7 separate regions of the Mus musculus genome follow, and regions 2, 3, 4, 5, 6 and 7 are each linked to region 1. A link is a contact called in public Hi-C, HiCAR-type, HiChIP or PLAC-seq and promoter capture Hi-C data. All regions are on one chromosome and are shown on one strand. Each heading gives the region's core, a stretch centred on a gene start, on an enhancer-like site or on the middle of the called end of the contact. The rest is flanking DNA. Distances are from core to core; before and after follow the strand shown. Region 1 holds the start of Kbtbd2 (kelch repeat and BTB (POZ) domain containing 2). Region 2 holds the start of Tigd2 (tigger transposable element derived 2). Region 3 has its middle 23 kb from the start of Tigd2. Region 4 holds the start of Fam13a (family with sequence similarity 13, member A). Region 5 holds the start of Plekha8 (pleckstrin homology domain containing, family A (phosphoinositide binding specific) member 8). Region 6 overlaps Herc3 (hect domain and RLD 3). Region 7 holds the start of Herc3 (hect domain and RLD 3).

Evidence for each region. Promoter capture Hi-C pulls out the DNA fragments that hold promoters and counts their contacts. Hi-C and Micro-C count contacts between places; a contact is called where the count stands out from the background. HiCAR-type assays count read pairs that join an accessible place to other places. HiChIP or PLAC-seq counts read pairs in DNA pulled down with a chosen protein or histone mark. Capture Hi-C pulls out chosen DNA fragments and counts their contacts.
Region 2: a contact with region 1 is called in a promoter capture Hi-C map of pre-B cells, with 11 times the contacts expected there. The contact joins the promoter of Tigd2 here to the promoter of Kbtbd2 in region 1. A contact is called at or near these places in 9 of 39 promoter capture datasets (the 3T3-L1 cell line, the C10 cell line, cranial neural crest and 3 more), 4 of 484 Hi-C or Micro-C datasets (B cells, CD4 T cells, pre-B cells and 1 more), 1 of 115 datasets of contacts at active chromatin or transcription factors (pro-B cells) and 1 of 9 other capture datasets (liver).
Region 3: a Hi-C map of pro-B cells shows a contact between it and region 1, with 4 times the contacts expected there. The contact joins the enhancer-like site here to the promoter of Kbtbd2 in region 1. A contact is called at or near these places in 1 of 39 promoter capture datasets (the C10 cell line), 2 of 484 Hi-C or Micro-C datasets (pre-B cells and pro-B cells) and 3 of 115 datasets of contacts at active chromatin or transcription factors (astrocytes, large pre-B cells and pro-B cells).
Region 4: a HiCAR-type map of astrocytes shows a contact between it and region 1, with 4 times the contacts expected there. The contact joins the promoter of Fam13a here to the promoter of Kbtbd2 in region 1. A contact is called at or near these places in 4 of 39 promoter capture datasets (cranial neural crest, hippocampal neurons, liver and 1 more) and 4 of 115 datasets of contacts at active chromatin or transcription factors (astrocytes, cardiomyocytes, large pre-B cells and 1 more).
Region 5: a promoter capture Hi-C map of liver shows a contact between it and region 1, with 5 times the contacts expected there. The contact joins the promoter of Plekha8 here to the promoter of Kbtbd2 in region 1. A contact is called at or near these places in 2 of 39 promoter capture datasets (liver and stem cell-derived epiblast-like cells).
Region 6: a contact with region 1 is called in an H3K4me3 HiChIP or PLAC-seq map of forebrain, with 10 times the contacts expected there. The contact joins the enhancer-like site here to the promoter of Kbtbd2 in region 1. A contact is called at or near these places in 1 of 39 promoter capture datasets (hippocampal neurons), 2 of 484 Hi-C or Micro-C datasets (CD4 T cells and cortical neurons) and 2 of 115 datasets of contacts at active chromatin or transcription factors (embryonic forebrain and forebrain).
Region 7: a promoter capture Hi-C map of liver shows a contact between it and region 1, with 7 times the contacts expected there. The contact joins the promoter of Herc3 here to the promoter of Kbtbd2 in region 1. A contact is called at or near these places in 2 of 39 promoter capture datasets (embryonic stem cells and pre-B cells), 4 of 484 Hi-C or Micro-C datasets (CD4 T cells, cortical neurons, double positive thymocytes and 1 more), 6 of 115 datasets of contacts at active chromatin or transcription factors (astrocytes, embryonic midbrain, epiblast stem cells and 3 more) and 3 of 9 other capture datasets (adipose tissue, embryonic stem cells and liver).

The regions. Positions count from the first base shown.
Region 1 is chr6:56,795,548-56,799,866 of GRCm38.p6, reverse strand. It overlaps Kbtbd2 (kelch repeat and BTB (POZ) domain containing 2), which reads left to right and starts at 2,054. Exons shown (of 4, transcript NM_001362210.1): 1 at 2,054-2,408. Gm10209 (oleosin-B6) reads right to left here. Exons shown (of 2, transcript XM_030255710.1): 2 at 1,441-2,620. The coding sequence ends at 1,823.
Region 2 is chr6:59,206,879-59,211,197 of GRCm38.p6, reverse strand. It overlaps Tigd2 (tigger transposable element derived 2), which reads right to left and starts at 2,328. Exons shown (of 2, transcript NM_001081145.1): 1 at 2,017-2,328; 2 at 1-1,859. The coding sequence starts at 1,048.
Region 3 is chr6:59,183,315-59,187,633 of GRCm38.p6, reverse strand. No RefSeq gene overlaps it. Among named protein-coding and RNA genes, the nearest start is that of Tigd2, 23 kb to the left of the region's middle. Within about 2 kb of position 2,158, at least 141 of the 459 cell types and tissues checked have an H3K27ac peak or open chromatin away from gene starts, as enhancers often do. A contact at or near this core is called in pro-B cells, where this site is marked.
Region 4 is chr6:59,021,933-59,026,251 of GRCm38.p6, reverse strand. It overlaps Fam13a (family with sequence similarity 13, member A), which reads left to right and starts at 1,750. Exons shown (of 18, transcript NM_153574.2): 1 at 1,750-1,940. The coding sequence starts at 1,912. It overlaps Gm52905 (a long non-coding RNA gene), which reads right to left. Exons shown (of 2, transcript XR_003956447.1): 2 at 1,342-3,808.
Region 5 is chr6:54,592,643-54,596,961 of GRCm38.p6, reverse strand. It overlaps Plekha8 (pleckstrin homology domain containing, family A (phosphoinositide binding specific) member 8), which reads right to left and starts at 1,851. Exons shown (of 14, transcript NM_001164361.1): 1 at 1,491-1,851. The coding sequence starts at 1,530. Fkbp14 (FK506 binding protein 14) reads left to right here and starts at 3,788. Exons shown (of 4, transcript NM_153573.2): 1 at 3,788-4,115. The coding sequence starts at 3,919.
Region 6 is chr6:58,853,569-58,857,887 of GRCm38.p6, reverse strand. Herc3 (hect domain and RLD 3) reads right to left here. Exons shown (of 26, transcript NM_001361966.1): 4 at 2,856-3,015; 5 at 2,074-2,150; 6 at 1,074-1,295; 7 at 102-193. Among named protein-coding and RNA genes, the nearest start is that of Herc3, 24 kb to the right of the region's middle. Within about 2 kb of position 1,952, at least 23 of the 459 cell types and tissues checked have an H3K27ac peak or open chromatin away from gene starts, as enhancers often do. A contact at or near this core is called in forebrain, where this site is marked.
Region 7 is chr6:58,828,854-58,833,172 of GRCm38.p6, reverse strand. It overlaps Herc3 (hect domain and RLD 3), which reads right to left and starts at 1,708. Exons shown (of 26, transcript NM_001361966.1): 1 at 1,241-1,708; 2 at 637-771.

The DNA.
Region 1 (4,319 bases), core at 805-3,304:
ACAGAGAGCAAAAGGTTACCACATGTTAACAACACCCACTCTCAGGTTTTTGGATAGGATGCAAGTATTTTACTTCCTCCATTGTGGAAATACCCTGTATGTTTAACATTCCTGGTTTCCCTGGTGCTTATTTGAAATATAAGGACTTTTGTGGCCCCCAACAATGTGGATGCTGTGAATTGAACCCAGGTCCTCTGGAATTTAGTGGTCTTAACTTTAGAATCATGTCTCTAGCCCCACATTTTGGAGATTTTTTTTATTACAGATTCATAAAAAGTATAAAAAATATGAGCCCATGATGGCTCAGCAGGCAAAGAAGCCTGCTCTCCAAGCCTGGCAACCTTGAGTGCCATCTCTGGAAGCCACACAAGGGTGGAAGGAAATCTGCAAAGTGGTCCTCTGACTGCCACACAAGTGTGGTGGCATGAACACTGACCTCTCAAGAATCACATAGACACACACACTCACATACACGCACACACACATACTCACACACACACACACACACACACACACACACACACACACACATAGCATAAAAAGTAACAAAAGTAGAATGTTCTTTGAAAACCCCTCTAGTGACTTCCCATCTTAGATAACTATAGTATATTATCAAAACTATGAAGCTGGTATTAGCAAAAGCAATTAAATAGACTAAAAACCTTATTTGGACTACATCATCTTTTATATAAACGCTACTTTCTTTTTTCTTTTTTTTTCTTTTGTTTTGGTTTTTTTTTTTTTTTTTTTGGCAGGGACTCACTTACTGGCTGGCTTATAACAAGTAACTTGCTATTTAGACCAGGCTGTCCTTGAATTTATAGAAATCTGCCTACCTAACTCTGGCATACTGAGATTACAGGCCTATGCCACTATGCCCAGATTAAACTTTGTAAACTTTATCGTTATTGGGTCGTGACCTAGGAATTCCATATTCACGCAGTCAAGATGAAGAGCAGTCCCATTAACTACAAAGAAGTTCCTTGTGCTATGTGCTAGGTGTTCACAACGACGTCGGTCAACTAGATTTTCTTTGTATTATTTCAGGGAAGCAAAATTAGAGTGGATAGATACATTGTATACCAGCACGGTTAACTATATTTTCTTTGTATTATTACAAGACAGCAAAATGGAGTGGATAGATACATTGTATTTGAGAGCAGACAAGATTTTCTTTGTATCCTTACAGGGAAGCAAGATAGATGCATTGCATTGTAATGCTCTGTAATGCATTCTGAGGGCCTGTTAACCCCCTCTACCAAACCAGCACTTTTAAATAGTCTGGTGTCGTTCATGTGCTCCTGTTAAAATTTGAACTCACTATTTAGCGAAGGACAGCCGGGAATTCCTGATATCCTTTCTCTAGCCTCCTGCCATCTGGGATTAGAGGTGTCTGTCTCTTTGCCTAATGCTTTATATGTGGCCATTCTTATTTTCAAAACTGGACTTGTTCTAACAGTTGAAGTTAGGAAGTAGGCAATTCTGAACGTTTTTTGTTTCGTTTTCGTTACATGTATCTTTAGGCAAATCTATAACATTTTTGCTTGCCAACAAGTCTCGCAGACCACAGGCACTTGCTACTTCAAGGCTTTGCTTTGAAATCTGGGGCATGGAGGGTGTCTGCTGCATTGCAGTAAAAACTGGCTGGAGGCATCATTTGTGGAGACCGTCCTCTGCACCCATTCGCTTCCAAACTGCGGGTTATCTCGATGGTGCCAATACTTCCAAGGCCTTAGCAAGCGGAACTTCTGAAAGCGATGGAGGCTGGAACTAAGGAAAGCAGCCCATATAGCAAACGGTCCAATGTCCTCCTCCCCTAACTTCAGCTTCCCGGGGTGCAGTGCTGGCCCCCACTCTGGCCCAGCCTGCAAATGTCTGTATCTCGGGTGGACACCTCAAACACGAACAACTGCGGCTGCACAGAAGTCCAAGTGCCGCTGAATAGAACTTTGGGAACTGATTTTTCTAGGCCATCCCTGAGGATGGGTGGCCGGCGCGACCCCGCTCTGCTACGCGCACGCGCCTTAGCAGCCCGGGAAGCCCGGACCCAGACGCCAGCGTCACCTCGCGCCGCCTCCGCCCTTCCTGCTTTCCGTTTCCTTCCCGCGCCTGCGCGGCTCCGATTGTTTTGGCTTTCCGGTGGGGCAGAGGAAAAGGGCGCGGTGAGCCAGATGAAGGCGGGGTCCAGCCGCGGGCACCCGGGAGCCCGCAGAGCCGCTGCTGGAGCGGGCGCGGGCACTGGCGCGGGCGGCAGGCCGTGACGGCCCAGCCCAGGAGGCGCGAGGAAGCGGAAGCGGGGGCGGAAGCGAGCGGCCCGGATCCCCGCAGCGCCACGCCCCCGCCGTGCGTGCGGCCGCGTGAGTGCAGCCCGGCGGAGCGGCGCGGTGAGCTGGGCGACCGGGGACGAGGTGAGCCCGGCCGGGCGCGAGGCTGGCGGGCGGCCTTTGTGGCCCGGGGCGGCGGCGGCGGCTTTCAAACTGGGGCGCTTCCGCCGAGCGCGCGGTGTTTCCGGCGCGGCCTTGCGCGAGCTGCGGGGCTCGGGGCGGCGTCCTTTCTGAGGGAGAGCTGTTTTGCCCGGCTCGTGTCGCGGCCGCCGGAGAAGGGCGACCGCGTCCTTGCCCTTTTTTTTTTTTTTTTAAAAAAAAAAAAAGTATTATTATAATTCTTTTTCTTGGCACATCGGCAGTAACCAAGAGTTAGCCAGGTTAGCCGGGGTCCTGTTGTCCTCGGCCTGCTTGTGCTCTGCTGTGGGAAGGGGAAGCTGCACTTTGAAACCTGTTTGCTTTAGACGGAAATCATGGGTTGGAACTGGACGCTAAGTCGGCCGACTGGGCGCTGCTGTCGTGTGCTCTCCCCCACTTCCCGCCCCGCCAAGCGCCTGGCCTAGTAGCTCTTAAGATTCCTTTTTTTTATAGCTACCTAAAGGAAAAGGGATGCGTATTCTCCGGGCTGTAGATCTCTAGAATTTCTTTGGTGGCCTCTCTTTAAGTTAAGCAAGGAATTAAGATAGTAAACTTGAAAGACTTTGCTTTGTGAACAGCTATATCAGCTTTGTGAAAACGAGGGGGGAAAAAAAAGACAGTGCTGGTCACGTGTTGTTTATACATGAATCTGTAAGTCTGGCTCACTGAGCAGACACTGAGGAACGGCCCTATCAGCGGTGTGCTCTGACTGAAATTATATTTTCTTCCTGTGAGTTAATACAGTTTATTTTAGTTTCTTCATTTCTTTGGAGTTGTGAATTCTTCCCCAGATTTGAGTAATATAGACCAGATCTTTTGCAGGTGAGAATGACTTCGTCTAGTCAGACTGTGGATGAAGCTTTTATTTGTAATCTAAGATCCATTTGAAAAGCCAAGTCAGTTGTTTTTCCCAGCCTCTGTGATGTGAAACGTTGCTGTTCGTTTCGTCTGTCTGATAAGGTTATGCCTTTCTGCTTTGCTCTTTTGTTGGTTTAACGCTTTTCTAGGTTCCTTTAGATCAGGGCCAGAAATCTTAAGAGAGGGTATATAATTCTTGGCAACTACGGCTTTTCCGTTGAGCATTCTTTGTATGTAATCCGTGTGTTTCCACACTTATTTCCTCTCTTCAGATAAGTACTGTAATTATTCTCTATTTTATTTCCATAAGTACAGTGCTGTAAAATATGCTAACTTTACAAATACTGTAAGGAGGTGACAGAAATAATAGGAGTCGTAGTAGTTATTAGTGAGGCCACAGTAGAGTTTTCTTTATTAGATAGCAGAAATAGTTAGCATTTCTTAAGTTTCTATGCCTTGAGTGATTTAGATGTTTAAGTTCCTAGAAACCTGATTTGTCTCTTGAGGTAGACTGTGTTAATAGTGTAACGCAGGCTTGCCTTAAAGTCCTGCTTCAGCCTGGGGTTTGCAAACTACTACTAGCATGCCGTGCCCTATTGACTGCAGTCTTGAAAGCCAAAAGATACCTGGTTTTCCATAGATTTGCATGCTATTTAGAAAATAGTTGACAACCACCCACCCACCCCTTCCCTGCAGCATTCCTAAGACAGTTGGGGCTGAGAAAATGGTGGGTTTTGCTGTCCTGAAATGTGTCTTGTTATACATAGGTCTTGCCCTGTATTGCAGAGTTTGAATAAAACAGATACTTATGTAACTTGGAGCGTTGATTGGCAGGCTGGTTCAAGCACTTAGGTGTATGAAGGGTATTCTTGATGCTTTGGCAGGATTTGAGTTCTTAGATCATTTTATGGGAAGGAGAGATTGTCATGGGAGATTGGAAACAATGTACTGGGACCATCTTTATTTACGCCACTCATATAAATGACAGTAGTGACTTGT
Region 2 (4,319 bases), core at 1,079-3,578, 2.4 Mb before region 1:
CTTCATCCATGTACTTCTGGATAAGTCCTGCTCGGTAATATCTTTTGACTGTGGTTAGAACTCCCTGGCTCATAGGTTGAATTAGACTTGTGACGTTTGGTGGCAAATATTTCACAATTATTCTGCCATCATCTGAGCTCAGCAGTTCTTCAGCTGGATGTGCTGCAGGAAAATCCAAAAGTAGTACTGCTTTTTCTCGAAGCCCTTTGGATTTCAGATGCTTCTGCACCTGTGGCACAAAGCACTTTTCAAACCACTGTTTGAGAACAGATGGCTCGATCCATGCACTTTTTTGACTGAAGTAAGTGACAGGGAGGTTTGAAAGGTCAGTACCTTTGAATGCACGGGGTCTTTTTGCTTTCCCCACAACACAGAGATTAAGCTTGTGTGAACCTGTGGCATTTGCACAACACATAATAATGATTCTTTCTCTGCTTGTCCTATATTCACAAGTACTCTGGTCCGTGTCAAAAGCCAATGTCCTCGTTGGTAGACATTTCCAGAACAATCCAGTTTGGTCAGCACCATAAATCTGTTCTGGTAGGAGATTTTCTCTTTCCACAAATTCCTGAAAGTTACCACAAAATTCACTGGCAGCAGTTTCATCCCCTTTTAATTTTGTGCCTTTCCCTGCAGCCTTTGGAATACCGTGGCGCTGCTTAAACCTAGTAAGCCAGCCAGAAGAGGCATTAAAATCACCCTCCATGCCCAATGCATCGAAGAAGAACCTAGCCTGCTTTGCACAGATCGTTCCAGACACTGGAATGCCATCTGTTTTCTGTTGATTAAACCATTCTATCATCACTCTGTCAAGCTCCTCATACGTTGACGACTTCATGGATTTACGCTTGGACACCCCACTAGTTGGGTCTGAACTGTTGGCATAGTTTATAATTCTCTCTTTGTTTTTTTTAATGTCACGAACTGTGGATTCACCAATTCCATACAGGACAGAAAGTTTTTTGAAGGAGTTGCCTTCTTCAAGCTTCTTAATAATGTCAAGTTTGTCTTTAATTGTCAGGACCACACGTTTACGTTTCCCCAACATTTTAGTCTAATTATTTTAGACAATTAACAACTTAGATTTGAACACAAAGAGACCAGAAAATGGAGGCTTAAGAGTCCTCAGCTGTTCCCTAAGACTTGGATGTTATAACAATTTTCAACGAAAGTCCGAGTTTTTCCCTTTGCATTTTAGAACTTAACCTGTTCCTATGACAACGAATAGCTCCAGATAACCCTTGTTTCTCTTCTTCCTCCTTGCTCTTTTCATTAAATTGCAGCCTTACTGAAAGCTCTAAGTTGAATCAATATTGTCCTACCGAGGTTTCTAAAACATTCTCATGATGATCAATTTTTGCCATTACCATGGGTCTTTTTTTCTTTTTCTTTTTTTCTTATGCTACGTTCAAGAAAACAGTTTTACTCGGGCTTGCACACTTAACAGACAGAAACACGGAGCAGGAAGCCTCACAGCCTGACTGTTGATGTCTGTGTCAGACAGCCAAGTGAGTGAACGCTCTCTTCAAGGCAAGGACTCTTGATGAGTACCTATGAAAGTCACAGCGAGCAGAGGTGAGCTGTCTCACCTCTTAGAATGTAAGTGGACAGGCAAACAACTCAGTACTTTAAACCAAAAAGAACTTATTGCTAATGGCAACTGAAAGGGAAACAGCGGACAAGTGATGTCACATGATTCAAGAAAGGATAAAAAACTTCATTGGTGGAAATCAGGACCCAAGGCTGCAACTAGGGGGTGGTAGGCTGGGTGAAGACCATACAGTAATCCTGGTGCAAGAAGATCTCCATGACCACAGAAGTAGCTGCTGGGGTGGTAGAGGTACTCGAGCCTTTGAAACCTATAGGAAAATACCAAACACGTTTTCCTTTCAGTATCAGTCCACCGTATAACTCATACCTACCCCTGCAACTGTGTCTAGGACATTGCCACCTATCAACCTGACAGGTAATAGACAAATAACGCTCGCAGGCACCACCCGGGAGCTGAGAGCCTACCTCCTGACACTACCAGGGCCTCTCCGAGACCGCCGGCCAGCAAGCTCCGAGCCGGACGCTGGGTGAAAGTCGGAGGCAGAGGGTCACGGCCGCAGCCCTACAGCGAGCGACTGGTCACCAGGCGCGCGGGACGCCGGGAAGCAGGGTGCGGGCATCGCTCCGCCTGACCGGCCAGAACGCAGAGCCAGCAGAGGAAGTCCCCAGCGAAGTCGACCCCGCCAGCCACCGCAGAGCGAGCGCGCAACGGAGCTGCGCGGCCGAGCCGGAAGGCAGGGGATTAGGTGCGCGCGCGCGCCCCCGCAGGAACGTGTTGTCGGCGAGGGGCGGGATGCGCGGGCGAGCCCGCTGACGGGGGCGCGGCTTCTGGGGGAGGGGCGGGGCTTGGCCAATGCTCCGCCTCCGGACACCCAGCGTGTGGCTCACGGCTGAGACCAGCAGAGGGCGACGCAGGGTGATTCTAGGTGGCCGGACTTTGCAGATGAGAAGGGAATAATAGCAAGGTTTTCTTTCTGGTAAGACTCAGGGAATATTTTAAGGCCCTAATGAGTTTACAGCTGTAACCTTCCAGGAATCTTCCCTCAAGGACTCTCTTCTGTTATCTTCTAACTAACAGGTTGTTCTGTTAGTATCATTTGGGTAATTTTCCTATATTTGTGTCCAAGGAAGTGAGAGTTGTGCTGTTTTGAGGATCATGTTGTTTTTTTCTTTTTTCTTTCTTCAGTAGCTTAAGATATATTTTAATCATGTTTACAATGTTACAATTTAGTATTGATGTTTTATGAAGTTAAATTATTAAATGAATAGTCTTAAATCCACTGTGGTGTTTTGTTTTGTTTTGTTTTGTTTTTTGAAAAATTATATAATTACCAAAAGCCAAAAATCAAATATTTGGAATACCTACTGTGAAATTTAAGAGATTAAAGGTTGTACTTGATACTTGTTATTTTTCTTAAATCTAGTTATCAAATGTAAAAATAAAAAGGCCCAGGGAGTGCACAGAGCCTCTTTGCCCTCTTCTGCGGCTGCGGCAACACAGAGCCGGATACCAGAGGCCAGCCAGCATGACGGTCGGCACTGATGACCTTAATGCTGGTGCAGGAATATAAGGACCACTTCCTGCTGTCAAAGGGGAATTTCAAGACTTCCACCTGTATCCAGTCCCAGCGTAGAGCCCCTCTCTTGCATAATAGTTTTTTAGGTGGTGTTGTTTTTAAATCCTTCTTCCACAAACTACAACCTAATGTGGATTATTCTGTTTCAGAAGAGGTTGTTTATTTGTTTGTTTCTCTAGAATTCTAGCACCAGGAGAGAGGGAAATCAAACCAAGCATTCATTCACTCTGCAGAGAAAGAATGTTGATTACTGGCCCTCTTTTGTCTCCCAAGCCTTCTCTGTGCTGCTATTCTCAGAGTCCCACCCTTCCACTCTCTGGCCTGCTGGATGGAAATCCTTTGATCTTTGATCTATCTCTGCTGTCCTATGGATGACTTTGGACAAGCCCTAGTTTTGCCTGAAAGTAGACTTCCCATAACTCTCACCCGCTTCAAGCTTACAAGGAAGCAATCTGAGTGGTTCCAAATGACCATTCCTAGTAAAGAACAATTTCATTCATATTGCTTTTAAAAACTTCCCTTCTCCCTTCTCGTTCTTAAGGAGTGCGCAAAAACACTCGCACCTGTTCATTCCTTAACAGAGGAGAACTAGCTTTCAGACTGCCAACCTCATAGAAATCAGGCTGTTCTTAGCCAAACGGAAGTTTGCCTGGCTTTCCTCTCTTCCAGCCTCCTGGGGTCACTGTGGCCTATGGTATTAAAGAAGAAAAAATGAAAAAAAAATCCTGCCTTGCTTGCCCATCCCACTTTTGGAAGCTAATTTCCTTCTCCATAGTGTGTTTGATGAGTATTTGTAGAATCTACCCCCAGTCAATTGTTTACCCCTTCTGTAACCTCATGAAGAACAAAAGCCAGATGCCGATATCATAAAGGCTGTCAAGCCTCTAGAACCCTACAAGACCTGTGACCACATGAACTACCCACGCCCTCCATGAGGGAATATTAATAGAGCCCTATTTTGTGGGTGCCTTATGAGCCTGGTGAGCATCTCCTTCTCTCTATGAACGAATAACATAGTCTGAACCTCAGCTGCTTTCTTCAAGATGACAGTGGTAGTGCCAAACTGGAATGTTACAACTGCAGCACACACACATGTGCACACACATGAACTGTCATGGGCATGCTATGTCAAAAGCTTAGACATGTATTGTCTTTCCACAGGGTAAGAATTTATTAAATAATAATGATTAC
Region 3 (4,319 bases), core at 909-3,408, 2.4 Mb before region 1:
TATGTACTCACTGTTAAGTGGATATTAGCCCAAAAACTTAGGATACCAAAGATATAAGATACAATTTGCTAAACGCATGAAACTCAAGAAGAACGAAGACCAAAGTGTGGACACTGTGCCCCTTCTTAGAATTGGGAACAAAACATCCATGGAAGGAGTTGCAGATACAAAGTTTGGAGCTGTGACGAAAGGATGGACCATCTAGAGACTGTCATATCCAGGGATCCATCCCATAATCAGCTTCCAAACGCTGACACCATTGCATACACTAGCAAGATTTTGCTGAAAGGACCCAGATGTAGCTGTCTCTTGTGAGACTATGCCGGGGCCTAGCAAACACAGAAGTGGATGCTCACAGTCAGCTATTGAATGGATCACAGGGCCCCCAATGGAGGAGCTAGAGAAAGTACCCAAGGAACTAAAGGGAACTGCAACCCTATACGTGGAACAACATTATGAACTAAGCAGTACCCCGGAGCTCTTGTTCTAGCTGCATATGTATCAAAAGATGGCCTAGTCGGCCATCACTGGAAAGAGAGGCCCATTGGACTTGCAAACTTTATATGCCCCAGTACAGGGGAACCCCAGGGCCAAAAAGGGGGAGTGGGTGGGTAGGGGAGTGGGGGGTGGGTATGGGGAACTTTTGGGATAGCATTGAAAATGTAAACGAGGAAAATACCTAATAAAAAAATAAATTAAAAAAAGAAAGAAAGAAACTACCTGAAAGGTCTGTATTGCTCCAGGTAAAATAGAAAGGGGAGATTCCTATGCCTTACGGTTTTTCCCAATCTCATTTCTGTTCTCTTCATCTGTCAGCAAATATTTTATTTTAATTTAGACAGCAAGCCGACTAGTCAAGATACCATCAAAGTGACATGGTGGCTTCCATCTAGATTGAAGGCACTATGACGGTAACACAACCATCTGCCATCTACTTTCTGCCAATGGTGAGCTCAACTCCATGATGAAAATAAGTCTACTCTTCCACTAGGGCATGATTGTAGGGATCCGAAAATCTCAGATTAAATGTGGTCACTTACTTTAACTGTTTTAAATAAGTACTAGACCTCAACCCAAAGGAGAGTCCCTGGGTAGATTTCGGAGTGGCTAGAATCACAGTGGCTTCCTCCCAGATGGCTTCTAGAAAGAGATAGAGAGAGGGAATTTAACCACCATTCAACTTTTCTGTTAAAACCACACTGGGCCTGTCTCTCAGGGTTCCAGAGGACTGGGAGAAGGATGGGAGGAGCAGGTGTTTTAAAAGAAACCAAAGGTTGTCTGTCTCCAGGCTGAGAGCAGCTTCACATATCTCCGTAAAGAATGTGGTCTATGCTACTTCAGACAGTCTTCTCATTCAGTTTTCTAAGCGAGTTGGTCCCTTTCTTCCTGTGGCCCTTAATATGCATAGAGCAGAGACTTCCCTCTTAGAATCTTTTCTTGGGTCAGGTTTCATCATGAGTAGCATAAGTACTTTGACTTTAGGTTAGTAAGACAAATAGGTTTTGCTTGTTTTCTTTTGTTATTACTGGTTTTGTCTCTGTTCAAGTCTTTGGTGGTCCAGTGTTTTAACTTGCTTAAATAAAATCATACATCCCGTGTGGTCCCTTTTATTTTGTCTTAAACAGGTAGGCTGAAAATAGAGAAGAAAGGTAGAAATAATTATCATTCCAAAAATAAAAGTGCAAGATTCAATCTCAACTGGGGTAAAATTCATGAAGAATTACTTCGTCCAATTGTCAGTGATTAACTCCAGAACTGAGTGGTCACAACCCTGAGGCCTGGCTACCTGCATGTACAAACACGCGGAGGAGTAGGTAAGAGAGGTTTTCCTTTCTAGCATTTCAAAGAAAAGAGGAGAAACAAAAATACCAGTCTTGGGGTCCAGCCCCACCCACTGCCATTCCAGGATGCTGGAGAGACCCTGGCCATGCTCCCTGTTCCCTTCACAGTTTGGCTAGGAAAACACTGGCCCGGGATGAATCTCAGGATAATCTTCGAAATTGAAAGCATCATGGTGAGTCATGGAGGATTGCAGGAACAGATTCATTTTCTCAGCTGATTAAAAGAAGGAGAAAACAGGAAGTGCAAGGCTGTAAGCGCTCGGCCAAGTTTTAGTGAAAGCAGAAGATGTTGCTGTTTCCTGGACGGACGTGCCGTTTGTGCCTCAGAGAGCACGAAGCTGCCTTTGTGCTACTCTGTGAGTCATCACAGCAGTTGCAGATCACCAGATAGGAGGAACACAGTGTCCATTTCACGCTGGCTGTTTTTTTCCTCAGTGGAGTTGGTTCTTCTTTATTCTCCTGACACTTCAAGCTAAAGGTAGCTGCAGGTGACCTGTTACTTTTTGGAGATCTAATGGGGTTTGAGATGTCCTGCCATGTTTCCCTTTCCTGTTGTTCCACACTTGGTTGCTATAGAGACATATTTTGGATAATGACATGTGTCACTCCCTCTCTTACGTTCACTTAGAGCTTTAGGGTTCTTGTTATCTCTCGCCGATTTTAGCCACCAGCCTAACATAAACCGTTCACAGCACTGAGCAATGTGTGGGGGTTGTTGATTTTTATTCCAGTCATTGGAACAGTTAAGTGGAAGCTGCTGCTGCTCCTCAGGTGTTTCTGTTTGACCATGCGCTATCATGTCCTCAATGTGACTGGCAGATTTGTTTCCTCATGCTCTTTTAAGTAAAGTAAAGCATGAGACTGGCTGAAAGAACATATTTGAAAAACTGAGGCAGGGGATGCATCCTGCCTGTCACAGGCTATTTGGAGTCAGCCCCCAGGAAGCTCAGTAAGTCACACTTGAGTTGATTCTGTTTGGTTTGAAACATCTTGCATGTAGGCAGGACGTTTTCTATGAGTTAATTCACACTATATGTTTAAAACATTCTCTAAAGCATTTTCATTAAAATGACAAATTTTTGTGAATTTTTCCCCATTAAATGGACATTACTAACTTGAGAGTGTGGTGTATACTTGTGAGTTTAGAGTGATGGAATACAACATGTAGAATAGTTGAGAGCCAATTAATACACTGCATACTATCTTAGCTGATAATATTATACTGTTATCCCTCTAGCATTACCACTAAGCCACATGACCAGCTCATTTCTAGTTATTGATAACTATGTAACCCATGGGTTTTGGATGCCTGGGTTTAAATTAAGGCTTAAACTGGAATTATTGAGACAGTGTTCTCAAATCTCACATGAATATTTTTAAACCTGGAATGCTGTGGTGAGAAACTCTAAACTATATGGTAAATGTCAATAAACATTGAAAAACTTGGGAATGAAATATTCTGGGGAAAGAGTTATAAATCTTTATTGACTTTGTTCTAAATTAGAAACTCATTATGGATTTGAATGTAAACATATACTGTGAAGTTTCAGAGAAATTCTCTACTTTGTATAGTTTGTATAGAGACCCATGTCTCTCCATTATTATAATTCAGTCTCCTGCCATAAAAGTCCTTTGTTGAAGCCAGACATGGTGACTTAGATGCGCAATCCCATACTTGGGAGGTTGAGGTAGAAGATCATGAATTCCCGGTCAATTGGGGCTACAAAGTGGGTGGATACTGTGAGCTATATAACATGATGAGAGAGGGGTAGGATGAAAGAATGAGAAAGCACCTGAGAGGAGAGAGACAGACAGATAGACAAACAAATGGACAGACAGACAGATGGAGAGAATCTCCCTTACTGGATATAGATGAGAAGATATAGAGACACCTATACTCCTACACAGGGACTGGGCTGGACGAGGGCATGCACACTTATTTTTTACAAGGGTACACATTTGTGTTCATTGGAAATAAATTTTCTCTTCTAGTTAGCAGGTATATAGGTGATAAAATGATACTATTCTGAAAAATTGAAGAGAGTGGCTTGTGTTCTTATTTGTAAAGGCAACTAAAGATTCATAGGAAACAACTCTACTTAAGTTCAATGGATACATTTACAACATAACTCCTATATCAAGGCTCAGGAAATATTGAAAAAGAAAAGAAGGAAAACTTGTAAAAGTCAAAGAAAGGGGGACTCTGTTGTAAGATTGTGCCTTGTAGATATGACAGGTAAGCTATATCTATGAAGTCTCAACAGCATGGATGCCTAAACAAGACCTAAACAATTCCAACAGTAATTCATATCCCAGTGTAAGTGGGTGAAATTTCACAAGGCTTCGCACCTAGATGAAGAGTTATAGGCAATTTATAATTCCAAGAAAGGGGAAATTAGTCTTCTACAGGAATGAACCTCCCCATGCCACTCAAAATAGAGTGACCAGTCCTAGAAACATACATACAGATAACACTGA
Region 4 (4,319 bases), core at 501-3,000, 2.2 Mb before region 1:
TTAAAATGGGGGAAATGTATGTCCTCTCTAATCTAAGATCAAAGTTCATAGTTACAAGGTGAACACGTAAGGATTTTTGACTCTCTCTCTCTGTATGTGTGTGTGTTTGTGTGTGGGTGTCTCTGCCTTTTATTTGCAGAAGGTATTCCTTCATGCCAAGGTTATTTTAATAAACTATCAAAACTCTTACTAAAATGTAAATGTTTTCTATAAGCACAGGTAATTTTAATTTGCAATATGTCTTAGTTAGGGTTTCTATTACTGCAATGAAAACATCATGACCAGAAAGCAAATGTGTGTGTGTGTGTGTGTGTGTGTGTGTGTGTGTGCGCGCGCACGCTCATGCGCGCCCTCACACACTATTTGGCTCACACTTGCACATTAAATTCATGATTTAAAAAAGCCAGGACAGGAACTCCAAGAGGGCAGGAACCTAGAAGCAGGAGCTGATGCAGAACCTGTGGACCAATGCTGCTTACTGGCCTGCTCATCGTGACATGCTTACCTCGATTTGTTATAGAACACAGGACCACCAGCCCAGGGTGGCACCATCCACAATGGCCCTCCCCGTCCAGTTACTAATTAAGAAAAAGGTCTTAAAAGCTATTCTCAATTGAGATTCTTTCCTTCTATGTAACTCTAGCTTGTATCAGGTTAATGCGAAAGTAGGCTGTGTTAGAACTTATTAAATTTGCATAATATGAAATAAATTGTACAAGATGTGTTTCTTGCATTGTATGAAGCCTGTGAACTACAATTACTTCCCTAGAAATAGTGAGTGGCCCTGAAGAAATTACAGGGGCTGGAGAACTGGCTGCTCTTCTGGAGGACCCAGGTTTGGTTCCCAGCATGGCCACTTAGCCATCTGTAACTCTAGTTCCAGAGGATTCAATGCCCTCTTCTGGCCCCCTTAGGCAACAGTCACACATGCCATGCAGATGCAGGCAAACACACACACACACACACACACACACACACACACATATGTGAGATACAAAATAATAAAAGATCATTTACAAGCACTTAGAAAATCTTATTGGAAAAATTGGTTTTGTAAAATATAAGAATATATAATAAGAAACAAATCTCTTCCAAGTGCAGTTGACATTTTGGGTAGAATGTAAAAACAACAAACAGAAGGGCCACACCAGTAGATGTTTTGATCTCCTGAAGACCTGAATCCAGTTAGGGCACCTTGTCCTCTTCCCCTTGAGTGATGTCACCAGGAACTGCTCACAACCTAGTGTAAATAAGTATCTGGGGAAGAAACTGTGGGTAGGGCAAGGGTTCAGGTATTTCGTCAGGAAAAGCCTAGAACAATCTGGAAAAGCTTTCTCTGGCTACTGTTTGGGTAGTTTTTATTTGTTTATTTATTTTAGAAAAAAACAAGGTGCAGTCCAACTTGGGCCTCAAAGAAACGGGACCTTAAGGGACGCTGTCTGTCCTTGACACTGCATTTCCTTGCTGGCTTTTCTTGCACTTTGAGCCATGCAGGATTGGGCTCCTCTGCAGTTATTGGTTGCTCTTCACAGACTGACAGACTTGTCTGGAACCTCTCAGAGGAAAGTTTCAGGTTGCTGGGGCTTGCCAAGCCCACTAAGCAGCGAGCAGAGCAAAGTGGGGTGGGGACAGAAGGAGGAGCGGGAGAAGCGGGAGGAGGATCAGGAGGAGGAGCAGCCTTTCACACTCCACTGCTCCGCCTCTGATTGGCTCTGGGTTTCAGCTGCTTCGCTGGAACAAAAGGTCAAAGTGGACTGCAGTGTAAATGTGGAGGCAGCCGATAAATATCCTTGCCTGCAGCTGGAGGTGGAGAGGCAGTGTCAGCTGCAGCAGGTTGTGTGTTCCGCGGGTCCTGCACACAGGGCTTGACTGGAAGGCACTCGGGGATCCCGTGCAGATTCGCACACGAGGATGGCTTGTGAAATCATGCCGCTGCGAAGGTAGTGTTCTCTGCTTCTTATGCTGTTTGGTATTTTCTGGGCAGCGTACTTGGCCAGTGCTCTCGGCATCATTAGTAACAGGCTGCAAACCTTGCAGTCTGTTCTGCACAGTGCTCTTTCCTCAGACCAGATAGAAACATTTAAATAGCGCACTTCTCTTTCACTGACACTTTTGTGTAGTTGCTCATGATTATTGGGTTCAGCTATACCTTCTTTTAAGGGAAGTGTATTTAAGACAATACCTCTGCAAACCGAAGCAAAGCAAACTGAATGGGCTTCCTGGGTCTCCAGGCTGTTAGAGCTCATAGATGGATCTGATTCTCTGCTCTCTAGGCAAGGACTTTCTTCAAGTATATTGTAGTTATCGGAATAAAGGTTGAGAACAATGTTTTTCCTTGAATAATTCTAGGTAGATTGGTTACCCAAATGACGCTTGGAAAAAAATAACAAAACAAAAACAAAAACCAAAAAGGAAAAAAAAAATGCTGTGTAAGAGTGATAGAGCACAGGGTTCTGGCTTTGCTTTTGAGGACTGTGATGGGGGCAGGGGGTGGGGTGTCTCTCTGAGTCCTATAGAAATAAATAAAGGTAACTAACTGTACATAGCCCTGGCTGTTAGGAAGCACACTGCTGGTGAAGTAGACCCGAGTGCTGAGTGCTGTGTGTTAAAGCCACTACAGAAATCACTGAGTCCTGTCCCCACAGAAAGTCTGAGCCGCCCAAGGTCACAGTTCATAGTTTAAAAACTGACTTGTGCTAATCATATGGTTACATCTGAATTGCAATTACTTAGTGATAGTGACATTTGACTTCATATATATGTTTCATTTACAGTTTTCTATGGAAAATGGTATTGTCAAAAATCAGACAGTAATGGCAATTTATTGAAAATACTTAGATGAAATGAATTTACTGAAAAGAAACAATCCCATGTATATTTTGTTTGTGCTTTAGCAACAGAAATATGATTTTAAAAGTGTATCATTTTTGGTAAAGAGATTCCTTCAGGCTGGCTGTGGTGAGAGCCAGTGTGGTTGTTTTTCTTTTGCTGTCCTGACATGTCCACTGTAATAGGAACTTGATGTGGTGTTCAGAGTACCTTATCAGAGAATTGATACTTAATGTAGAAGAAAGTGCTGTGTAGAGTAATCTATAATTCTACATTGATTTGGTGGAAAAGTCCCCATGCTTGAAATTTCTAAGAGAACAAAACTAATGTACACTTTTTGGAGTTTTAATATCTAATTGTTAGGTTGGGAACTTTTGTCCTTCCAATGATGTCGGTCCTCAAGATCTCTAAGCAGGTCATGTTTTAGATAAAAAGTATTGGCCATTACTAAGCCCTGTTGTAGCTACACAAAAATAGAATGCCTGCTATGTAGAGCAAAAATGACCATGTGAGTTCCTGAAAACTATTTTACATTGTTGGTCGCTATAGTGAAACTAGAAATCTCAGTGTGCATTGCAGAATGCTGAGTCATGACTTTTGTCTCTCTGGTCACTCCTCACCAGCTCACTGTGCACTCAATGTCCCCTTACTTCCAAGCCCCATGGCAGGGATGATTGATCCCCTGGCAATCTTCACTTGCAGTTTATTTCTGCTTTTGATTATACACTTCTTGAAGACAACGGCCAGGTGTGTATGATGAGGCTTTCTGCACAGAGGTCCCTTGTGAGTCTAAGTGTTTATGCCGAATCGCTCATGATCTTGCAGGGTGTCTCTCTTCAGATCTCAGGCCAATGTCTTTGGCTGTTGTTCTCCATGTTTGTTATAGAAATGATCCCCATTGCTGAGGATCCCATCCTCAAGCTCCCAAAGGAGAGAGTTTATAGACTCGTGCAAGGTTTCAGTGCCAGAGTGCTTGAAACTGAATTGAAATAAATAGGTAAAATATTAGCTTTAAACAAGAAGTAAAGCAATTCATGGTGAATAGTGCATTGAAAATACTGGTGTGAATTCTAGTTAATGATTATAGCTTGTAGAAATCTATTGACAGCTGGTCCATGTAGTAATCTGACACTATGCTGCCTAACATTGGCACATAGCATATTTAATATTATGGCCTTATGGGAGGTATTCTTTTCAGTTTTGCCTGTTCAAACAAAACTTACAACATTGTTTAATGTTTTCTCCTTGATCAAACACTACTGCCCTGCCAGTAAGGAAATTAAGACACAAGTTCTGCTGTCCCACACTAGTGAGGACGCAGAAACATCACCAGGCAATTGCAATGCCATGCGGTAAATTCTGTAATACACAGCAAGATTAGAGTAATAACAGATGCACCTCGATGGATATGTTTCACCCTGTGTTTTATTCAACCTCATCTACGTGTCTGATGTTATTAGAGGGTACACTTGTACTGTAATAATGTCTAC
Region 5 (4,319 bases), core at 602-3,101, 2.2 Mb after region 1:
AGCGGTGTGACAGCCTTCAGCCTTCATGGAACAGTGAGTGACACACAAGCCAAAGGAAAAGCAGCGAAGGCTCCAATGCCTTTAGGGCTTTGCCCAGAAGCCACTCAACAGTACTGTCCGTTCTTACTTAGGGAAGAAAAGAGTTGACTCTTACCATCAAACAGATGGCAGGGGCATCACAGAAGATAGATCCACAGAGACAGCTAGAAAAATGTTGGTGCAATGAAGGATACAGAAGACTGTGGGGAGAGGGCATTTTACTACCAAAAGTTTCCACACAGAAAGGGGAGGGAAAGGAAGACGGAAATGATTAAGGTGGGGCAGGAGAAGAAAGTGATTTGTGTGTGTCCGGGCTAGGGTTCAGAGGAGGACAGTAAAGGGTGAAGTTGACTCAAGGGTTTACAATTAAGATACACACCTACTTCTCAGCATTTAGGACAGCATTGGGAGAATGGCACCGTCAAGCCTTCTCTTAAACAACATGCTAATCGGCTTCCAGTATTCAAGGACCTGCAGGCCAGCTTTGAGTTCTTCCTGTATAACCTAATCTCTCTGCTGACATCAGTGGAGATCCTTGAAGTGAAGGCCAGGTCTTAAGGAAAACCTTCTCATCAGACCCTCGGGTAGAGATTTTAAAAAAAATGAATTAACTGTGCTAACTACTATACTACTTGGAGATTCCAGGTACATGCTGACAGGTGTACTTCTGCCTGTACTGGGCTGTGACTTCCTCAAAGTTACTCTGCCAGATCTTCACAAGCCATACACACCTGTCCTTACTACAGAACTGCCCCACCAAAGGATGGGGAAACCCTAGCTCTAGTTGGTAAGATTTCTAGTTTCTGCATCCCCACTGACACGTTAAATGTTAACCCATTTTCCCTAACAAAAAAGTTTAACTTTAAAACGCACCCAGCACTGTTCATATAGCATAGTACTTATAAAATACTGGCTGCTTGGATGAAAATAATGTTCGTTGAGAATCATCTTCAAAGCTGAGGAATAGTTCTAACTTCTGGATAGTTGGAAAGTGCTTCCAAGAGCTAGAAAGGGGGCAGGGTGCTATTTTAAGCCATTGTGCTGGGCAAGACAAGGACACCGTTGTTAATATCTGCATTCATTTTTATGACAGAGTTCTGAAACAAAAGAAATGTTCGGAGAGAAAAGGCCGATCGCCAGCGTACACTTCAGGGCTTAGGGCTGCGGTGCTAGAGTTCCACTACCTCGGTCGGCAGGGGGATGACCCTGAAGGTGCCTAGGGAGATCGACTGCGTGGAGACTCTGGAATCCAGGGGTTGGTGGCACTCGGCACCCTGCAGCTGGGCTGCGCGGCCCAAGCGAGGCCGCCCCCCACCCAATTCGCGAGATTGAGGTGGACCCCGCAGCGGACCCAGGCTGCCGGCTTCACCCGGTACCCAACTCTCCATCCGGGCCGCGAGCCGGCGGAGGGTGCCGCCTGGCGCACCGCACCCACGGAAGCCGGCACTCACCGCTCAGGTAGTTGGTCCACTTGTACAGCACGCCCTCCATGGCACCCGCGGGCCCCTCGTCGCCCCGGCCCGCCGCGGGGACGCCGGGCCGGCCTCACATCCTGGGCCCGGGGGCGGGGTCACCGCGACAGCCTGGGAGCACCAGCTCCGGGTCCCGGGGGCTGCGCCTGCGCCTGGCGCAGTCGGTGTGGACGCCGCAGAGCGGCCGCCAGAGAGAGGCGAGGGAGGCGCGGGAGGCGCGGCCCCTGTGGCGGCGGTCGCGGGCGCCTTCCTGCGGCCACTGAGCCCACAGCGCCCGCCCCGGCGCGCTCGCGCATGCTCACTGCGCTGTGCGCACGCTACCAAATCCACGCCAGGGTTTGGCCACTGCGCGGAGGGGCTGACCGGTGGGCGGGGCTCCGATGCGCACGCGGGTGGCAGGTCACCCATGGGGGTCTAGGCTCCAGGGATCCAGCTTTTAATGACAAGTTTGTCAGTGGAGGAGGATGCGGGCTGAGACCCGGAATCCTCGGATGAGGCTAGTCTGTAGTTTCCGGATGCACTTCTGTGTAAGGCGCTGTTCAAACTGCCGGCCTCTTGACTGGAAGCTTGGTCTCTGGACCGCAGACATTGACTTCACCTGGGCTTCTGTTAAAAAAAAAAAAAAAATCTCTCGGGGGTTCCAGACCTTTTGGATTAAAAATCGGCACTTTTACAAGCTCTCCAAGGGGAATTTCTAAGTACATGAAAGTATGAAAATGCACTGTTGTCAGGATTTTTATCCAAGAAAAGTGTCTATCACAGGTTAGATGGAAGGTGAATGTTGAGAAGAAGCACAACACAACCAAATGTTAGTGTTATAGAAATATGCTCTCAAGGGCTAAAGTGCAGGCATTTTTTCCCTTAGTGTAAGGTTGACAGGTTTAATAAATAATATATCACTTAGTTGGTTATTTGCCTGACTGCACACCTCAATGCCCTGTTTTTGTTGTTGTTTTGTTTGTGTTTTGTTGTTGTTTTAATCTCTTTTGGTGATTTCTAGTTTCTTCTCAGATTGCAGCAATGGACTACATCTGAAATGAGGGCAGCCGTTTAGAACTTTAAGCTGTATAATTGTTAAAACAAGTGCTCTCTCTCTCTCTCTCTCTCTCTCTCTCTCTCTCTCCGTCCTTAAGTATTATCTACTCACCACCAAGGTCACATAAGTGACGAATTATTAGCAGTCACTCATTGACAGCGATGTTTGTAGAATGAAATCAAGCCAAGTCTTAAGGTGGAGTGCCAATTCTTTTCGGCCAAGTGAACTTAAGCAGGGCACTAACTTCTAACCTAATTTTTTTTTTAAACTAGCTTCTCTCCGGGCTAGTTTTTTGCAACTTGATGCAGGCTAGAGTAATTTGGAACGAGGATCTCCGAACCATAAGATTTACCTGTAGGCAAGTCTCTACTGCTTTTTCTTAAATACTGATTGATGTGGAAGGGTCCAGTTCACTGAGAGTGGTGCCACCCTTGGTCAGGTGATCCTAGGTGCTATTAAAAAAAAAAAAAAAAAGCAGGCTGAGCAAGCCAGTAAGCAGCACTCCTCTATGGCCTCTCTACATCAGCTCTTGCTTCCTGATTACTGTTTTGAGTTCCTACCCTGCCTTCCCTGGATAATGGACTATGATATAGAAGTGTAATAGGTAAAAATCCTTTCCTCCCCAACTTGCTATTAGTCATGATGCTTTAACCCAAGAATGGAAACCCTAAGACACTGTCTAAATGGGGGGGGGGGGGGGAGTGGGTGGGTGGGAATAGCCACGTTAAGTTAGTGAGGATCTTGCACCAGAGTGTGCTTTGCGAACCTTAAAGCATCCTAGTAGGTCCTTAGAGTTTCTGTTCTAAATTAGTAACCATAGTTCTGAGCCTTTATTTGTGGCATCTTGAAGAAGGCTGCTTCTCAGTGTCTGGTCTTTCCAAAAACCCGAGTGTCACCTGGCTCCAGACTCCGCAGCTGGAATACTTCACTGAAACAACCCTTCCCCCATCTCCCACCCCCGAGGATGTTAGCCTGGATCCAGCTGCCTTCCCGAGGTGGGAGAATTTCCTAATCAGCGGGCTCTAGGACTGTTCCGAAGGGGCACATCCGAGCCCAGGGCCCAACAGCACACAGAACCACTACATTTTTTTCGGCGCCATTGGCTGGGAGGCGCCTGAGGGACAGCAGCGCCAGCCAGTGGAAGGACGCCTTTCCCTAGAAGCTGCCTTATTAGAACCAATCATGTTTGGATGGGGCTTTAACTCTTTATTGTGAGTTCGCTGTCTGTGTGAAAATTGTTAGAAAAAGTGCCACGTCTTCCTGGGAGTGTGTCTGTTGGGGGAGTCCTGAACTTGCTTGGCCTAAGCTGTCTCCGCTTTTGGCACATTTTTAACTCTATGAAGTCGGGGGCCTTTCCTCTGCTTTGGTAACATGAGGTTTTTCTTGTGGAACGCTATCTTGGCACTGTGGGTCACGGTTCTGAGCGGAGCTCTGATTCCTGAGCCAGAAGTGAAAATCGAAGTTCTCCAGAAGCCATTCATCTGCCATCGCAAGACCAAGGGAGGGGATCTGATGTTGGTCCACTACGAAGGCTATTTAGAAAAGGACGGCTCCCTGTTTCATTCCACGTAAGTAATTACGCCTTGCAGGCAGAGTGATAAAGGGCCCACCCATTCACACTAGCCTGTGAAGCTAACAGTTCCTTTACCTCTACAAACTGAAACAAAAAACTGAAATACCTGTTTCCCTTTGGAGAAAGAAAATTGTCAAACCCGTTCTATAGGTCAAGACCATGAAAGAAATTCCTGGATACATGGAGTCTTGACAAATTA
Region 6 (4,319 bases), core at 703-3,202, 2.1 Mb before region 1:
AAGTCCAGCAAAAGTAACCTTCCTCCACAGTTAGCTACTCTGCGACATATGAAATTGCCCATCTCACCGCCATCCACAGCCCAGCCCCCTAAGCGCCTCACCTTTGTGAGAACTGCTGTGTGCTCCTCTCCACAACTAATATAGACGACTTTCTGTGTGCGTAAAAGCTTCACGTGGCATGGAGACTCCCGGTCTAAGATAAATTAAGCATCAGCATGTCACTCCCCTTGGCCTTTTGCATGAGACATAAACAACAAGCAGCAAGAATTTCACATCCCCCAGTCTCCTGACTCAACATCCACTTCACATCTCTGTCTCCAACTCTACTCGAAAAGTCTGACAAAATCTAAGTTTAATTTTTAAAACTTTAACTCCTAAATTCTCTAACTCTGTCCACTCCAGCTCACGCCATCGCTCCTTGCCCCACTCATGCAACCTGATCCTTCCGCCCTTCCCTTTGTTTCCAACTGCACAGCCAATCAACAGAATCATCATCATTAAGGTCTACAAAAACCTGACTATTATTTCTACCTTCCAACAGATCCCTGCCCATTGATCCACCGGTGACTTAAACTAGGCCATGCCTCTCTTCAAAACCATTAATTTCTTTTCCCCTCATTGAGAAAGGAAGTGAAAATCCTCACTGTACCCTAGGGGTCCTTGGTAGCAGTGCCCACACTGCCTCCCTTCCTTCTACCTCTGCTTCCCCACCACTCTTCCAGTTAGTTCTTGTTCCCTTTGACTGGGTCATTCCTCACCAAGTTATCTACATGTCCCACTTCCTAGCTGGTTTCCCACAGGACTCAATTTGAATGTGCTCTTATCAGAGAGCTCCTTCCTGACAAACTTGTGATAAACACAAAGCTTACTCCAAAGCCATGTGCCACACTATTTATTGTTTGTTATTCCCATCCACTGGCCAGAAATAATCTCAGTCAAGTCACGGATGTCCTGTCTCTTTCACTGCTGCTCCCTCAATACCTAGCACTAGGCTATCAAACAGTAAGTCTACAAGAAGCATTTGTTAAATGAGTATGGTTTGGAACTGGAGTATATACAAAGACTTTACATACCTTTTTCATCACTGAGCCCTAGCTGCCCTGCATTATTCATTCCCCAGCCAAAAACAGCTCCCGAGAGAGACAGGGCAAAGCTATGAGCCCCTCCTGCAGCCACCTGAGCCAGCGGGATCCCTTCCAAAGATCTCACCCTCTGTGGGCTGGTTTGGGAGGGGAACTCCTTCCCCAGTCCCAGCTGTCCATGGCTGTTCTTCCCCCATGTGAAGAACTGGCCATCTGAAATAACAACAGGGCAAGTGATGTTCCAAACAAAATGATAGAGATTATAGATATAGATTCCATATGGAGATAGGTACTTCATCTGTTACACCATTCATCAGTTACCTTACAGACACCAAACTCACCCAAAAGAAAGGAGACACTGTGTTTTCAGATTTCGAAAGCCTAAATTAGCATTTGACCAGAGAGAAGTAAACTCAAGCCTCAGTGGCCTTCAAAGACTACCAACGCTTATCTAAAGTGTTAAGGGTTAAGTAAATCTAAAAGATTAAGTAAATTCACTTATAAACAAGCGGGTGACCAGGTACGAACTAAGCAAGGTAACCTTATTTCTGAGCACACTAAACCAGGAGACTTGGATCTGTTTCAGGAGCTGCAGCTGCAATCGCAGACTGCTCTGGGATGGAGGCCTGAGCAGTCTCAGTAGCAAGAACAGTATGCCTGTGCACTGACTTACGCTTCCCTAACTCTTGATTTTACATTTATTTGGAACCCTCATAGCAGAATGGAGCTTGAGAAGAGATTGTAGCTTTTAAAATTAAAGTCCTGCAAATATTTTATATTCTCCAAAACACCTGGGCACAGTCCTGGCCTTTGTTTCTGTTTTCCGTAAGAGCCGAAACAGCAACGCACATCTCCAAGAAAGGATGCGATACACAGAGGTTGAGGGATAAACGTCACTGTTGTTAAAGCTTTCAAGTTAGATAACACAGGACTGCAGGGGAGTAATGCTTTTAAAATTAACATAGCATTAGCATATATTTATATAAATTACCAGCTGCCAGAGCCAAGCAGTGCCAGTTGCCACAGGAAACTTGTAATATGGTCTGCTGGTTCAGTTTCTGGATTAGCCTAAGACAGAAAGGGGTTCTCTTAAATTTGCATTCACACAGAAACACAATTATCAGAAACATTCTCGACTATACAGATTGATAAAAAGTATTATCTTGTCTAAAAGAGCTCTTTAAAAAAATCAAGCATGTAATCCTGTCTGTTAAAAATTCTACTAGAGTTTTCATTAGGCTGACTCTTAAGAGCTTACTGTTTAAAATAAACAACAATTCTCCCACCCTTGGACCCATTTCTAAAATCCTACCACCTGCCACCTCAACTTCAGAAAGTAATTATTGTAGCATACAAAAATCTTTGGGATCTCCAAATGATGGACAGTTTACATGAATGTTAAGGAGCAGACTGTGGCTGACAGTGCCCAGGAACCTACATAGGCCAAATGAGACCCTGCCTCAAAAAAAAAAAAAAAGTAATTTAAAACTTCTTAATCATCAGATCAAGGTAAATAAGTATAAGATATAAAAGGGGCACCTTTTTTAGTCAACACATTTACCAGTTGCTGGAAACTCAGCCAGTAACTAGTCCACCAGAACAAATTCAGTTCTGGACCAACTCATATGTTTATTAACTTGAGACAGACATTTCTAAAAATAATCATTTTCTGGGTAACACAACGTGTTGTTACTAGGCATATCTATAGCATAAAGGAAATGACAACATGAAGAAACCTATCCAAATCAAGAAGCCTTTGGGTAACATTCTCACCTGGGCACAGCCACGGAATCCTCAGTAGTCATGAGGCCCAGTTGGCCATCACTTCCTGCACCCCAAGAAAACAGCTGACCCCGGTCACTGAGAGCCAGACTGTGTGACTCGCCACATGCCACGTGTATGATATGCTGATCAGCTAATGCTCCAATTTGTTCTGAAAGAGATCAAAATAAAGGAAGAAAATATACAGCCTGGAAACAAAAAAAGTTGCCCCCCTTGTGTTAGCCACTTTCTTTGCATGCCAAATACCTAGCCAGGAAGGGAGGAACATTTATTTCACCACACAACTAAAAGGGCACATACATTGTGGTGAAAGGAGTGTTCCGCACATCTGACACTTGGGAAGAGAGTCTGGAATGTTAGCATTCTACTGGCTTTTTCCCTTACCCATATTCATTGGGTCTTTAAGACCCCAGCCTAAAGGATGGTGTCACCCACAATTAGGGCAGGTCTTCCATCCTCAGTTCAACCTCAAAACACCCCCCAAAATACTCCAAGATATCTCCTAGGTGATCCTAGACCCAGTCGTGACAATGAAGGTGAACCACAGCAACCATCACCCAAGGAAATTTTATTTTGTAAGGAGAACCATGAAACCTGTAGGTTTGCAGAGATATTAAACTTTGGGGACTCATCAGTACATATGTGACATTTTCGTTCCTATATAAGATTTTGGTCATACATATTCTCATTACGTGCATTTAGCATTCCTCCCTCTTCGCTGATGTCTTCCTTCGATTTTCATGTCTTTTTTTTTTTTTTTTTTTTGAAACTGAGATTCCATATATGAGAGAGAAAACCCAAGCTCAAGCTACTCATCTAAGTTGTTTGGCATATGTCACTTAACATGAGACTCGACAGGTGCATTTTCTTCTACATAGCTCCATACATACATATATGTACGGAACAAAAGAAGCAACACTGAAAGCTCTTATAGCATCTGACATCAAATTATGCTGTTGAATCAGTAACAAAGAAAACAGACATGTATAGGCATGTAGAATACAAGACCCAGAAATAAACCACACAGGTACAATCATTTGAGTTTTCAATAAAGATGCTGAAAGCATAGAGTGAGGAAGAGTTTTGTTTGTTTGTTTGTTTGTTTGTTTGTTTGTTTTTTAACAAGTAGCCCTACCTTATGCCCTGTTTTAAAAAATCAGCTTAATCTAAGTATAGTAATACATTCCTATAGTCCCAGCTCTTAGGAAATAGACAAATCGGGAGTTCAAGGTTATTTTCTGCTGTATAATGAGTTCAAGGACCAGCCTGGGCTGCATGTGACCCTGACTCATTTAAAAAAAGAAAAAGAAAGAAAGAAAGGAAGGAAGGAAGGAAAGAAAAGAAAGGAAAAGAGAAGAGAAGAAAAGAAAAACTAAAAGTTAGTTCACAGATCTTCATGTAAGATCCATAATTGTGAATCTACTGCAGGTTAACATAAGCCAGGAGATATTTTAT
Region 7 (4,319 bases), core at 459-2,958, 2.0 Mb before region 1:
ACTGTGACTAAAGTCATAGAGAGAACCTTATAAAATTCTTGCCACTTAATAGGGGTAGTAAATTTTCACTACCTTCAAATCTCTTATATAGATAGATTGAACAGAAATTATTGAAAAAAAAAATAATTCAATTTTGCTGTTCACTTCTCTAGGTATCTTTCACAGCTAGCTAGCTAGCTACCTGACCGCAACTGCTACTTTCGTTTCTCCCTGTTACCATATCCTCTAAGTGCAACACAAGAAGTCACAGACAGGCACCTCCAGTCACCCAAATAAAGCAAAGGGGAGCATTAAGATGTGATAAGATCACCCACGGAGCAGCTATGTTAGTATGAGCCATTATATAGTCTGTGGTCCTGAATGAGTTTCAGACATCATTTCTACCTTCGTAAGAGAATCCCTTTCAATTAGGAAACTATCACTTTTATTTCTGAAACTGGTGCAAGGTTGTTTGTCTCCAGCTGGGGCGCTCCTTTCATTACTTACACAGACGGTTTTAAGTGGTTATACAGATCTTAAGAGATTCAAGTTTGTCCCGCAACATGAAATGCAATACCCAATGACTTCTACAACACAGTTTAGAACATTTTTGGACTCCTGGTTCTTTTTTTAACACAATGAAACCCCACTACTTACTGAACAAGTCCAACTGGCTAACAGTGAACCATGCTTCTATTTTTCACGACAAAGGAGTTTTGCATCTAATTTGATTCCTGCAGTTTAACTTCTCAGATGGGGTCAAAACTGGAGTAAGCCACCGATTTTGTTTTTCTGATTTATATCCGTGGAAAGGAATAAAAAAAAGAAGAAGAGACACTGTCATTTGCCTCTGAAAGTACCACATCGCTCTGGCTGCATTTTAAAATGCTAATCCTTTTTACTTCTCTTTCCTGTCTTTCCAATCTAAAGCTAAAAATCAGTTCACTTTATCAAATTATCAAATGAAAGGTTCTAGAAATAGCTTCCTATTTGTGGAAAGAGACAGAAGGCACATAAAAAATGGAAGATATCACTTGAATCGTCCTCCCCCAAAGCACCCCGGATGAGACAAATCCCAGTAAAACCTTCGACGCCTTAGGTAAAATTTAAGGCACTTCCTAGTGGGGCAGGTGTGAACTCTAAAAGAAAACAGCCAGGAACAGCAAAGTTCAAGCATTCCTCCCCTGGGGCCCCGAGCTGCACACGCTCCCGGCAGCAGCACGAGCGAGTCTCCCCAGGTCCAGCCCTTCAGTCCACACACCTGCTCCAGGGTCCAGCCGTCGGCTCGGCCGCAGCGGCGTCTGCACCAGACACCAGGTCCCCGAGCCCCGCCCGCCAGCTGGGTGGGAGGAGCCCGCGGCCAGCCGCAACGCGAATTCCCCTGCCGCGGCGCCGCGATGCTCTTCACGCAGGGAGGTCACCCGCCGCCCGCGGCTAAGCGGCTAAGCAGAGCCGGGAGGCGCCTCGGCGACAGGGAGCTGCGGACAGCCCAGCCCCCTCCTCCGCGGGTGCGGCGGGCTCGGTGCCCTGAGATCCCCGCCCCGCCCGCACCTGCACCCGGGTCCGCAGCGCCGACCCCGCGGTCGCAGCCCTCAGGCAGCTCGGGCCTCCCCGGCCTTCAGCGTCACAGTAATAATGAAGTTTCCCCCGCACTCCCGCGGGCGCAGAATGAGCTGGGAGACCGACTTCCCGCCTGGCCAATGGTGGCGGCGGCAGCGGGGCGGGGCGCGGCGGGTGCGGAGAAGGCGGGGCGACGTCGGGGCGGGAGGGGCCGGGGAGGTGACCGGGAGGGGGCGGGGAGGTAGCGGGACTCCCGGCGGGGAAAGAAACCTGGAGGGGGCGGGACCTAGGGCGAGGGAGGTGACAGGGAGGCGGTGGGATCGGCGGCTGGGAGGTGACTGGAGGTTGAGGGACCCACAACCAGGTGTGGTAGACAGATGGCAAGACCCTGGACCCAAAATGGGAGAATGCAGGAGTAACCTTTGCTGGAATAAAATTGCTTTTCGCCAGCGAGGATGCAAAGGAGCGATGCCCAATGGTGTGGGGGTTTTGGTCGATTGGGTTTGTTGCTTGCTTGCTTGGTTGCTTGGTTGGTTCCTTTTGGTTCTGAATTCAGGTTCTTATTATTCATGCAGAGGTGAGAGGGGGAACTGGGACTGGCATGGTGAGCTGTAAGGTGGCTGCCAGAGCAGAGGGTAGTTCCAAATCCCTGTCACTCAGGGGCCAAGAACTGCGGGCCCGCAGTGGTGCAGAGTCAGGCTTGACTAGAGAGGAGAGCACACTGAAGAAAACAGAAAGTGTGAGAATCACCAATTCTAAAACCATAAAGCCCCACCTTTGGTCTAAAACTCCCGTGGGGGACGGGGGTCTGGGGGTGGGGAAGAGTGGATAGAAGTTTCAGCTCCACTTTCCCAGGCCTGTAAGAGGATATTCAAGCTTTCTTCTTCTCCCAAGGCCAAAAATGCTCTCAGCTACGGCTCCTCTCATCTTCAAATAATCTTCAAGAAAACTATATGGTAACAGTAAACTGATGTATCTGCCTGCCTTGAATTTGAAACGCTGAACATGGGGGCTTTAACCCAAAAGAATGTACAAAATTCTCCAAAAACTAGTTTAAGGTGAAGGCATGAGCCCATATCAGCATATACAATCCTGAGAATATGTACAAACAAGCACCTCTTAAAGGGACTCCTCAGTACATCCTGACTTATCCATATGTAACAATAACAAAAGAGACCATTCATTTGAAGGGGAGCACATGAGAGATGCTTAAGGAGTGGTAGTGCTATATTTTTATTTTAATTAAATTTTAAAAGGAAAATGACTCTAAGTAGAAGAAATTTCATAATCTGACATATCCAGAATAATTCAGATCTCATCAGGTCTTCAGGCTTTGAAAACCTAACATATTAACCAATAGAAAAGAAATCTCAAGGACTGATAGATTCTGAGGATAGGGCAGGAGACTGGTATATCCTGAGAAATACAACAGTGCCCTGATATGTCCTCAGGGTAAGGCAGTGCCCTGATGTATCCCAAGGAATAAGACAGTGCCCTGATGTATCTTGAGGCTTATGGCAGTGCCTCAATGTATCATAAGGATATGGCACTGTCCTGGTGTATCCTGAGGAATAAGGCAGTGCCCTGATGAATATTCTGAGGATATGGCAGTGCCCTGATGAATATCCTGAGGATGTGGCAGTGCCCCAATGTATCCTGAGGAATAAGGAAGTGCCCTGATGTATACTGAGGATATGGCAGTGCCCTGATGTATCCTGAGGATATGGCAGTGCCCTGATGTACATCCTGAGGATATGGCAGAGATGTTGGCATCATGGGGATCTTCAGTGATAACTGAAACACCTCTGAAACCAAGAAGATGAGGAAGTAGAATCTCTGTTTTGGGGTAACTAAGACAAGGTTTCGTAAACTTTCTCCACTTGTAGTCTCTCTTTGCCTCCCAAATTTTTACATATAAACATATAAAATAGGCATTGAAATCATAAGCAATTTTAACTTTAAAATGATTCTTTGTTATCATACAGTTTCACCATTTATTAAAGAGGACAGAAAATTAACATACTAGTTAGATTGATTGCTCATTTATTTTACATGAGGAATTAAATCTTGTTCAAATACCTGTCACTCCAGGACAGATAACAACATCAATGTTTTTCAGAATTAGACACTTTGATTCTATAAGCATCAATGCTGAGAAAGCCATTTGACTTTGTACTTCAGCCATTTTGTGCATATATATATATATATATATATATATATATATTATATATATATATACATATATATATATACACACACACATATATATATGAATGATATATAATGACTGAAGTATGTTTAAGGTCATTTTTTAAATGATGAGAAATTGTTCTGAGCTCAGATCAAAATTTATTGGATGATTTTTTTTTTAACTGAAACTCAAGTCAGAAATTCAATTTCTTAAATTAAACATTCTACCACAATCCAACCCGAGACTCACTAATTTAATATAAACTCGTTCAGGAATGTCAATAAGTGGATATCAAGTCTTTCTTCTCTGTAATTAAACCATTATTTTCCTATAAGAGCAGAAAACTGGATGTGCAGGAAAAAAATTGTAGTTCAATACACAAAAGTCCCAAACCTGAGCTGAGCTATTCAAGGCAGTGTTGGTGGATGATGCATTAGGCACAACAGTATGCTCAGTGGTTTAACAATTTCTGTAATGCAAAGCATGCTACTGTGTGTTCAAAACCAAAACTTCAATGAAATATAAAACTGCAATTAGGGGCAGGGAGTGCTTTTGACTTAATATTTGGTCACGGCATATTCAAGAATTA